Regions from separate parts of the Mus musculus genome. Here all the other regions are linked to region 1. A link is a contact called in public Hi-C and HiChIP or PLAC-seq data. All regions are on one chromosome and are shown on one strand. Each heading gives the region's core, a stretch centred on a gene start, on an enhancer-like site or on the middle of the called end of the contact. The rest is flanking DNA. Distances are from core to core; before and after follow the strand shown. Region 1 overlaps 4930552P12Rik (RIKEN cDNA 4930552P12 gene). Region 2 has its middle 58 kb from the start of Gm52391. Region 3 holds the start of Zdhhc6 (zinc finger, DHHC domain containing 6).

The links. A called contact is a pair of places that touch in the nucleus more often than the background predicts. HiChIP or PLAC-seq counts read pairs in DNA pulled down with a chosen protein or histone mark.
Region 2: a FOXA1 HiChIP or PLAC-seq map of pancreatic cancer cells shows a contact between it and region 1. The contact joins two enhancer-like sites. A contact is called at or near these places in 1 of 484 Hi-C or Micro-C datasets (embryonic stem cells) and 1 of 115 datasets of contacts at active chromatin or transcription factors (pancreatic cancer cells).
Region 3: a contact with region 1 is called in a Hi-C map of B cells, with 6 read pairs. The contact joins the promoter of Zdhhc6 here to the enhancer-like site in region 1. A contact is called at or near these places in 1 of 484 Hi-C or Micro-C datasets (B cells) and 3 of 115 datasets of contacts at active chromatin or transcription factors (bone marrow-derived macrophages, microglia and pancreatic cancer cells).

What each region holds. Positions count from the first base shown.
Region 1 is chr19:55,641,623-55,644,844 of GRCm38.p6, reverse strand. It overlaps 4930552P12Rik (RIKEN cDNA 4930552P12 gene), which reads left to right. Exons shown (of 4, transcript NR_045318.1): 3 at 1,244-1,417; 4 at 2,294-3,222. Among named protein-coding and RNA genes, the nearest start is that of Gm41871, 58 kb to the left of the region's middle. Within about 2 kb of position 1,499, at least 219 of the 459 cell types and tissues checked have an H3K27ac peak or open chromatin away from gene starts, as enhancers often do. A contact at or near this core is called in B cells, bone marrow-derived macrophages, microglia and 1 more, where this site is marked.
Region 2 is chr19:55,994,355-55,997,576 of GRCm38.p6, reverse strand. No RefSeq gene overlaps it. Among named protein-coding and RNA genes, the nearest start is that of Gm52391, 58 kb to the right of the region's middle. Within about 2 kb of position 1,751, at least 19 of the 459 cell types and tissues checked have an H3K27ac peak or open chromatin away from gene starts, as enhancers often do. A contact at or near this core is called in pancreatic cancer cells, where this site is marked.
Region 3 is chr19:55,314,364-55,317,585 of GRCm38.p6, reverse strand. It overlaps Zdhhc6 (zinc finger, DHHC domain containing 6), which reads left to right and starts at 1,550. Exons shown (of 11, transcript NM_025883.4): 1 at 1,550-1,790; 2 at 2,814-3,222. The coding sequence starts at 3,019. It overlaps Vti1a (vesicle transport through interaction with t-SNAREs 1A), which reads right to left and starts at 1,529. Exons shown (of 8, transcript NM_016862.4): 1 at 1,042-1,529. The coding sequence starts at 1,135.

The sequences.
Region 1 (3,222 bases), core at 250-2,749:
AAGGTAGTTCAAAAGACAGCATTCATCTCTGACCTCCACAAACACAGGTATACTTATGTACCTGTACACACGTGAACACACACGTGTATGTGCAACACTCACACAAATACCAACTGCAAATATTTGCAGAGTTCGAAATTCCCCAAATTTTACTCGAGCATTATCTGTGGCTGGGAATTATCTACACATCCCCAAGGACGAAGCTGAGACAATCCTGGTTGCTCTGTGTCCCCAATACTCAGAAACTGCCTCCTGGCAAGCCATGCCGACTGCAGCTTTCCAAGACAAGGCCTCCCACTTTGCACACCAGCAAACTGAGGCTCAGAGCGAAAAGTCACTGAAGTGCTCCGTGTCAGGTGGCTGAAGCAGGACCAGAAGCCCAGACTGGTGAGGTAAAGGCGCCCCCAGCTAGCCTAGCTGTGATTCTGATTCATATGAGAAGAGCCCACTCATCCTGCCAGGGAACCAGGCAGATGGGGAACAGCACTCAAACGGGTCCTGAATGAGACAAAGTGGAGGTGTCACCCTTGTCTGTGGACCTCCCCTCCTTCCCAGGTTCCTGATGTCTTCCCTCCGGTAGCAGCTTTTCTGGAAGTGTTATTCACCTGGAGAGCCGACCCTGAGAATATTTGGAGTCAAGGAGTTACATGAGCATGCTGGCGTCCACACATCAGCCTGATGCCACGGGTCCCCTGCCAGCTTTGAGGTCCCATCTTTCCAGAGTCAACTGCATTCCGTGGGAGGATTGGGGGGGGGTGCACGTATGGGGGAGGGGGTGCGCGTGCGCGCATGGCCCTTTTTGTTTTGTTTTACTTGGGTTCGGTTCTGGAGATGGGAGTCAGGCCCAAAGGCTTGCACCAGCAGGCTTTTTACTGATGGAGCGGGCTCCTCAACCTTGGCGTTCCATTTTGCAGTAGAAACCTGACCCTGTTCTCAGTTAAGAGATGAAGACACAGAGGCATACCCACTGCCTGATTCCAATCTTGAAGCTTGTGCTTATGTCACCAACTGAGAAGGGACATACTGTCACAGCAGGGAGCTGAGAGTATGGGGGTGGGAGGGGAGCGCAGCCGAAGTTCCATTGTATCACAGCGGGGCGGGGGGGAGGGGGGGCGTGAGGCACGAGACCGATACTGGGACTCCCGAGATAGCCTTTCTATTCTTGGTTCTGCAATGAGCTTGCTGTGTGCCCTTGGGCAGATCAGTTCCTCTCTCTAACGCCCAGTTTCCTCATTTTCTACAGCCAAATGCAGAATCTTAATGGCTTTCCCTTTCGGTTCGACAAGCCCAGAGCTCTAGCCTGGGTGCGGGCTGTGTGTGAAGAAATAGGAGTCTTGGTTTCGTTTTGTAACCTGGGCCCCTCCAGTGCCTACCAGCTGGGGCTGGGAACAGGACCAACATTCATTGACAAATGAAGGTGAGTTTCAGAGAGGCAGCCTGGGCTGTCACAAAACTCTGACAGAAGAAGTGCAGTGCTGGGGAAACCCCAGGCTTCTGTAAGCCAAGGCTCTGATTGGTGCACAGCGTTTGCTCTTCCTTCAGACCAAGGCCTCCAGCCAGTTCCCAAGCCATTAGCTGCTGGTTTTGATCAATGGCAATAGCATAAACAACAAATAAGTCCATTCGCTGGCAATTTCAGTCATTTGTGGCATTTAATTAGCATAATTGACCCAAACTGGAACTTTTCCTTCCACCTGAATTTAAAAATACATCCCCACTAACCCTCAGTACATCTGAGAAAAATTTCTTCTTCTTTTTTTTTAATGAGGCTTTAACTAAAGCCCAATATCAAAACACTATATAATACTTTTATCTCATCGAAGACATTTGATGCTTATTAAAATATTACTGCTTTAAGGCTTATTTTTTTTTTTTTTTTTTTTTTTTGCCCAAGAGTGTGTGCAGAGCCTCACTCCTCAGATAATAACAAAGAAATCTTAAACATGAAAAACACACATGAAAGGTAATATGTTCCCCGTTAGTCTCAGTATCATTTCCCCAGGATTTATTACTTTCCAAATATAGCATTAGCTTAAAACTAAAAGGCCGTTTACAGTAATGGGACACTTGGTACTACTTTGGAGCATGTGGGCTCTCCCAGGGCCTTGTACAACGGCTTCATTAAGCGGGGAACTGTGGGGGAGAACGGCTGGGTTAAAAAAAAAAAAAAAGAATCCCAGCATGTCTCCTCCAAGGCCCCCCAGATAGGCCACCTACCCTGACCCAAGGCCCGTGTCTAACAAGCTCTTAATTCCGCTTTCAGAACTGCTCTTTCACGCGTTGTTTCTTCCAGAGATGAAAACATTTTCGAAGCTGACAGGCCATCAATTGGGTGCCACCCGGGAAGAGAAGCCATGGTCTGCAGCTCTGCTTCCTGGCCCCACCACCAGGAGAATATGGGACTGCCAGCCACACCCAATGGGCCGCCCTAGGTTTGGGAGGTCTCTTTTTATCCTGAGAGAAGGCTTGGGAGCAGTTACGAAAGCGACGAGCCTACCGGCTTGGACACGGAGCAGCGATTGCTTGGCTTGTTGGGTATGGCTGAGGCCTGTATACAGTTGGATGACCTAAGTTATGGAAGGACAGAGTAGTCATGTACACAGAAGGGCCCTCTTGAGTGGCAGCTAGGGCCACTGTAATTTTGTCCCATGGGGTAGCCTGGGTCAAGCTCTCACTGGAAACTGCCAGTCAGCCGAGGGACCCTGAGGAGACTCACATTATCTGTTTGCTGTTTAGGTCCAGCAGTGAAGGCCCCTACTGATTTGGGGAACCAGCCTCCTGGCGCTTCCTAAATGCCCTGTTTTGAGAAGTTCCACAGAGTGAGGGTGTAAGTGTCTGGCCTGAAGGGAGAGACATGCTCCCCCTGGGTTCCAATCCCCATCATACCTTAGCTGTCAGCAGGGAGGGGAGGTTCCAGAGGCTACAGGAGGCTGTAGCAGAGAAACAAAGGCTTACATTACTACTCCAGGTTTGCTGTTCTCCCCGGAGGCAGATGGCACTGTGTGTTGGGTGGGGATCACTTCACCAGGCCTGCCTTTGCCCCAAGGGGCAGTTTCTTGGATAGGATAGGGATAGTGTCATTAAGCCCATTTGAGGAAGCAAGCAACCAACCGTTACCAGCTTTGGACTTCACTGACCATGTTCAGTTACTGTTGGACACTCTTTTCCTTCAGGCACAAATGGGTAATTTCTCATGTTCCTGCCTCTGTGACTGGGGCCAAG
Region 2 (3,222 bases), core at 502-3,001, 350 kb before region 1:
AGTCTAGCTAACTCTCTTGGGCAGAACCCTGGATTTCCAAATCATAGCGCGGTATATCAGCTCCACCTTAAAAACCTTCAAGCATCCGTGGTCTTCTATCGGAAGCAGATCCCTGGAGAAGTTGAAAACCAACATGGTGGCTGCCCAGGAGCTGGGAAGGAAGAGAGGGTAGGAAAAGATGGAGTGGGGGTACCCTTTGCAACAGCTAGCTCTCTAAATCTCCAATGGGCTTTCCCTAGACAGGAGAGCCTGGCCCACTGGAACCAGGCTGCGTGCCTATGACCTAGCTTCTAGGTGGAGGGGAAAGGGCTGGTCTTGTCCCTTAAACCTCTGTTTCCTCCAAGGGGGCATGCCTTCTTCCCTCAGTTTTCCCAGAAAACTGACAAACTCTCCCAGCCAAGCACAGTATGGGTTTTCCACCCTCCCAGCTTCCCAGGCACTAGGAATGAGGCCATTTACCCCAAGTTCCCACAGCACACCCACTTAACTCAACAGCCAAAACTCAGAGGAGAAGACAACCACACTGGAAATCACCCAGCAAATGGAACCCTTCCATGGTGTCCATGACCCTCGGCTAGGAAGGTCAGATCAGATACGGAAGTGTTTGATGAGGTTAGCCCATTTCTAACCCTTTATCCCAGCATGATAAAACTATGACCTGTTTTTAAGAAGTGAAGGTCATTCATGTACTGGTGTGCAGAAGGGCTCCCATTCCACCTAGGAGGCAGGAGCCACAGAACCTGCTGGAACCCTTATTTTCCCCTCAACCACCGTAAGAAGAAGCCTTTATCTGCTGAGCACTGATATGATCATTAATGACTGAGAGCCAGGAAGAAGTAGGGACCCGTGTTAATTAGAAGTCAGAGTGCGAAATGCTTAGAAGGAATGCATTTAGACCCTAAGTCTAAATAGGCTCGCTTTTCAGAACAGCCTAGACAGGAAGCAGACGTGTGCTCTTTCCTCTTTGGAGACCTAACTCTGAAGCCTTCCTGGGATCCTGTTTCTTCCATGGAGAGCCTATTGGTGAGTGGATCCCTGTGTCTAATATCCAGGGCACACATCTTCCACACTAGTACTTAGATAACACCATTCACTCATCTGTTTGCTTATCTGTCAAATCCCTCAGAGGATAATCAAAAAGAAAAAATTCAGTATACAAGAAAACTGACGCATGTGTGGTCATGACTCAAACTATGGTCACAACTGTCTTAGTAGGACCTATGAGCTTCCACAGATCACAACAAAATGGGCACCATGAATAGTTGAATATACTCTACCCAGATTTTTATATGCAGAGAGACTGTGTGTAAGTATGGGTGCACCACTGTGCCTGTGGCATGCATATACATGCACATATGTGTGGAGACCAGAGGTTAGCCTCCAGTTTCTCTTTCAAAAGCCTTGTTGTTGTTGTTGCTGTTGTTGTTGTTGTTGTTGTTGTTTTTGAGACACGTCTCTTACTAAGACCTGAAGCTGGGCTGGCTGGCCAGCAAGCAATCCCTTGATATCTGCCTATCTGTGCCTCCTGGCACTAGAATTACAAGTTTCCAGCATTTCCAGTTTCTGCTTGTTGAACTTGGGTCCCCGTGCTTGTAGGAATGCTTACTGAATGAGTCCTTTCCCCAGCCCTTGAACTCTGTTTATTTTAGAACCAACATTCGCTGACAAATCTCCCCACATCATCAGAGCATGGGCTTGTAGATGACTTGCCATCCCAGCTCCCCTTTGAGATCATCTGAGAGATTTTAAACATGTCTGTGTCCAGGGTCTTCCCCAGGGGTTCTGATTCATTGCTATGGGGTAAAGCCTGAGCACTCTCTAGCCTGAGCATTGTCTAGCCTGAGCACTGTACAGTCTGGGCTCTGTATAGCCTGAGGACTGTCTACCCTGAGTACTGGATTTTTCATTGTCAGTCCTAATCCTATCTAGAAGCCTTCTTCCCTGACTGGAGTGTATGTCTTCACATCCACAATGAGCTGATAAAAAACAGATTCTGATGTAGTAGGCAAGAGCCAGGATTCTGCAACTCTGACGATCACTCTGATGACGTTGAGGCTGCTGGTCTGAAGACCACATTTTGAGTAAAAAGGCTCTAAATTGGGTTTCCCAAACTTGTGACCATTAAACATATTGAACGAAAGGGTTCTTTTTGCTGAGGCGAGAGGAGGCCATCCTGGGTATTGTAAGATATTTAGAATCGTTACAACCAAAATGTCTCCGGGCCTTACAAAATGCCATTGGAGGAGGGGAATCACCCGCGTTCCACACACCCACCCCACCCCCACAATGAGAACCATCGCTATGGAGGACAGATGTTGAGTCCAGCATCCTGAAGTCCTCTACCTCCCAGCCCAAGGCTCCAGCAGACTCCCCTGTTAATTATCTCCCCACACTTATTTACCGACTTTTAAATGACTTAAGACTCCATCCTATTCCTTTCCAAGTGATCCCACCAATGCTTAGCGCTAAGAGATGCTGAAATTCAGATAGGAGAAGGAAATTAGCAGTAACTACAGGTATGTGCTCTCTTCACTTTTCAGTCCTCAATATAACCCTTCCGGGTAGGAAACACCCCATACGACACCTGAGATTAGAGAAATGAAGTCACTTAGCCTAAATCACACAACTGGTAAACAACAGAAACAGATGTAGATAGAAATAACATCCCTCTTCAGATTGTTTCCCACTGGAGCTTGTGAGCCAGAGGATATCCATGCTCCTGCCCCCTCCCCACAATGTAATGAGCACTGGACCAGCATCCGTGAAGAAGGACAACACAGAGAGAGTGGTCGGTTCTGCAGGACCAGAAGGGAGAAGGAAAGAGGCCTCCTGAAGGAGGTGACAAGTGACCTGAGTGACAAGAGGGATTCCTAATGATCAATTCGCTTGTAGGTTCTCCTCCCCCACTGAACTGTGAGCTTCTTAGGGGGATCATCTGTTGTTTGTGTTTCTCTCCTCAGTTCCTCACATGGTGCTGGGTATGCAGCAGGTGTTCAGTAAATATTTGGTGAATAAATGAGCAAGTCAAGCCGAGAGCAGCGCAGGTAAGCATACAGAGACCTATGGGCTTGCTGAGCGCTGGAGGAAGGGCAGATAGACATGGGGTGAAAGGGGACGGTGGGCAGACAGGTCTCTTCCATTTTGCTCCCTGCACGGAGCCGTTGCATCAGCCCCTACTGTGCTCCGAGGTAAGGTGTAGGGTTTTAGAAGCTACAGGGCAGG
Region 3 (3,222 bases), core at 301-2,800, 330 kb after region 1:
CAAGTTCAGCAGCCCAGTGATCATTCAATTTCCCTAACGAAACTGAGCCAATAAATAAATAAAACTCACAATTTGTCTGTTACTAACTACTCAAATTAAATCTGTACTTAAAGAAAAAATCCTAAAACACTATCTTATAAGTCACAAAGTATTATATAACAATCCCTTGCTTATTCACAAAAAAAAAAAAAAAAAATCTGAGCCCTTAGAAAAGAAATGTCAAGAAAATCAGACAAGGCTCCCACCTTCCCACTGTTGACAACCTAGCATGCAGGGTAATACCTGGAGGATGCTGAATTGTAAAAGTGAGCAAAGTTGTCCTGTACGAAGTTTCATATAAAACTGGGTTATAGATACCCAAGAAAGATGAGAATCACAGAATCAGGGCAGAGGTCTGAAAAATAGGAATCCTAACAAGAGCTAAGACACAGGGCTTCACAGCTGCGTATCAGTTAATCTTCACAACCGCCCTGAGAGAGGTACGAGTCTCTCGAACCAAGAAGGAAGTTTTGAAGGATAACGAAAACTTGCCTAGGAGACAACTTCTAAGTGGCAAGGGTTAGACTTGAATTCAGGCATCCTAGCTCGTCATTCTAGTGTGCCACGAATAAGGATAACAGAATTATTGACTAAAACGACAACGCTGCTGCTGCATTTACAGATCCACAATCTTGATACTTTCACACAGTTCCTTTGAATACTCATATTTTACAAAAGATAAAAAAAGATAGAAAAAAAAAAAGAAAAGGAAAAAAGAAGAAATCAAGATGCAGAGCAATGTTTCCAAGGCTATACAAGCTTTTAAAAAGCGGTGGGGTAGGAAACAGGCGCCACCCCCCCAAAATGGTTTCCACGCAGAAGGTGCTTTGCATTTGAAGCACATTTAATGCCAATCACAACCTACTACCCAGAACGCACCCCTCCCCGGGCCGCCAGCACCACCCACAGCAGCCTCGCGCCAGCGAGCCCCGCGTGCCCAGGCGGCGTTCCGCGGCCCCCGGCTCTCCAGGCCGCCCCCGCCCGGCCGGGCAGGGTACTCACCGGGAGGGAGCCGAGGGACCCTTGCAATCTTGCTGGTGATCTCAGCAGTGAGCACTGCGAAGTCCTGCTCGTACCCTTCGAAGTCGGAAGACATGGCAGCTCGGGCACGGCCGGCCGGAGCCGGGTTCTAGCGCTCAGAGCGGGACTCGCCAAGGGCGCCCGGCCTCGGCGCAGGGACCCTGTGAAGAAGTCTCCACAGCACAGCGGGAACCGGGAACAACTCCCAGCCCTGCCGCTTCCTGGTTGCTCTACGCAGTCCTTGTCCTCCGGAAACTGCGCTGCCTGCGCCTTTTCCTTTCCACCCAAATCTTCGAACGTAAAACTAAAGAAAAAGTTCACTTTCGGTGACCCCTAAAAAAAAAAAAAGACTACGAAAGCCCACATGCTCTCGGGTATCACAGAATACACGTCCCCCACACTGCAGCTCCAGAGAAACGGCTGGAGCGCCCCCAAACTCTAAGTTGCAGGCGCGGGCTTTCCGAGGGAAGATTGACGCCGCGCACCGACCGGAAGTGGCTGTGGCGGAGCTTGCGCCGAGGACCCGAGCGGGAGGCTCACGGCGGCCGCGTGAACCAGAGACGCGCGGGTCCGAGTTCCCCGCGCAGGTCTCGCCGTCAGGGTTCGCATTCGGCTTGCTCAGACTGAAGCGCTCATGACAGAGCTATAAGGAGGAGAAAATCTGTTCCGCTGAGCCCGGGCCGTCCCGGAAATGCGATGGCTGTGGAGCGGGCACCGGAGACCAGACTGAGGTGGGAGTCACCGCAGGGGGTGCAACCCGCTTACGAGGCGGTCTTCGCCTCGACCTAGTCGACCCAGCATCTCCAAAATATCGAGCCCAGACCTCGCTTAATAAGACGTTTGTCCTGTGAGTGAAGATCCCAGAGCATCCCGCACCACTACATGGGCGGGAAACTGAGGCAGGCACCGACCGGGCTGGCGCATCTGCTCCGTGGGAATCCGTTACGCATACGTCATACCCATGTGTCATAGGTCTTTTCCCGGCTCATTTCACTCCATTCAGAACTCAGGTCTACAACTATTCCCCGTGCGTGCCTTCTTCCCTTCTCCCTCGGCCCCGGAGGGAATTATCCCCCCCCCCCCGCCCGCTTAAATCCACTCTGTGCTCGTTCTCGTGCACTGCTTCAGTTGTGATTTTTCGCGCACACACATGCGGCCTTCTCGTTTTAATCTCACCCTTCTTCCTGTACCTTTAACCCCGATCGATTGCTAATGTTGGCGCTTGGGAGAACAAGTGCCCAGTTATTAATACACAAAGTATTATATGCGTAGAGCATGTCACAGTTAATTCACAACTCGTTGGGAGGCAGTTTAGAACGTCCTAAAAAAGAAGTTTGGTGCTTCTATTCTGGACTTAGCTGTTACTTGTGACCTTGGTCGGTCGATATAATCACAGTCTCTCTAAGCCAGTTTCTGTTCTAGGAAGAATTAGATACGTGATAATTAGATAAGACCCTGCTTCTCAGCTCCCTAAGTCTTTGTTCTCTCTAACGATCCACTAAGCTAGGAGTAGTCGATCCTTTCTGGCACTTTGAACAGAAGAGGAAAACTGTTTAATATGTCCGGTTTTCGTGCACTTCAAGCTCGGACTGTATTCTGGATAGGTCCAAAGTAATTATTTTTGTTCTCGATAAGAGGTGAACTCCACACTAGTGTGCTTTCGAGGTGCTGAGTCAAGTGCTCCTTGGAGTTAAATATTAAATAAATGGCATATGGACTTTCTAAACGGAGTTTTCCCATCTTGTTTTCTTTAGGCTGTGTTTCAAATCAACCTATATTCTCCTGTGAGATACAGAGTTCTGGAGGCCACAACTGAAAATGACATACCCCACCTCAGTGACCCTTCAGCCAAAGGCATGACAGCTCAGGCACACACATGGACTTGTTGCACACAGAAATGTGTGCACAGGAAAAGGAGATCTCTAGTTCTTTAGAAGAAAGAAGTCATTCTTCACCAAGATGGGCATATTCTGCTCAGTAATCAAGTTTGAAAATCTTCAAGACTTAAGGAGACTGTGTCATTGGGGTCCCATCATAGCCCTGGGTGTTATAGCAATATGTTCCACAATGGCCATGATCGACTCTGTCTTGTGGTATTGGCCCTTACATACAACTGGAGGAAGTGTGAACTTCATCATGTTGATAAATTGGACCGTCATGATT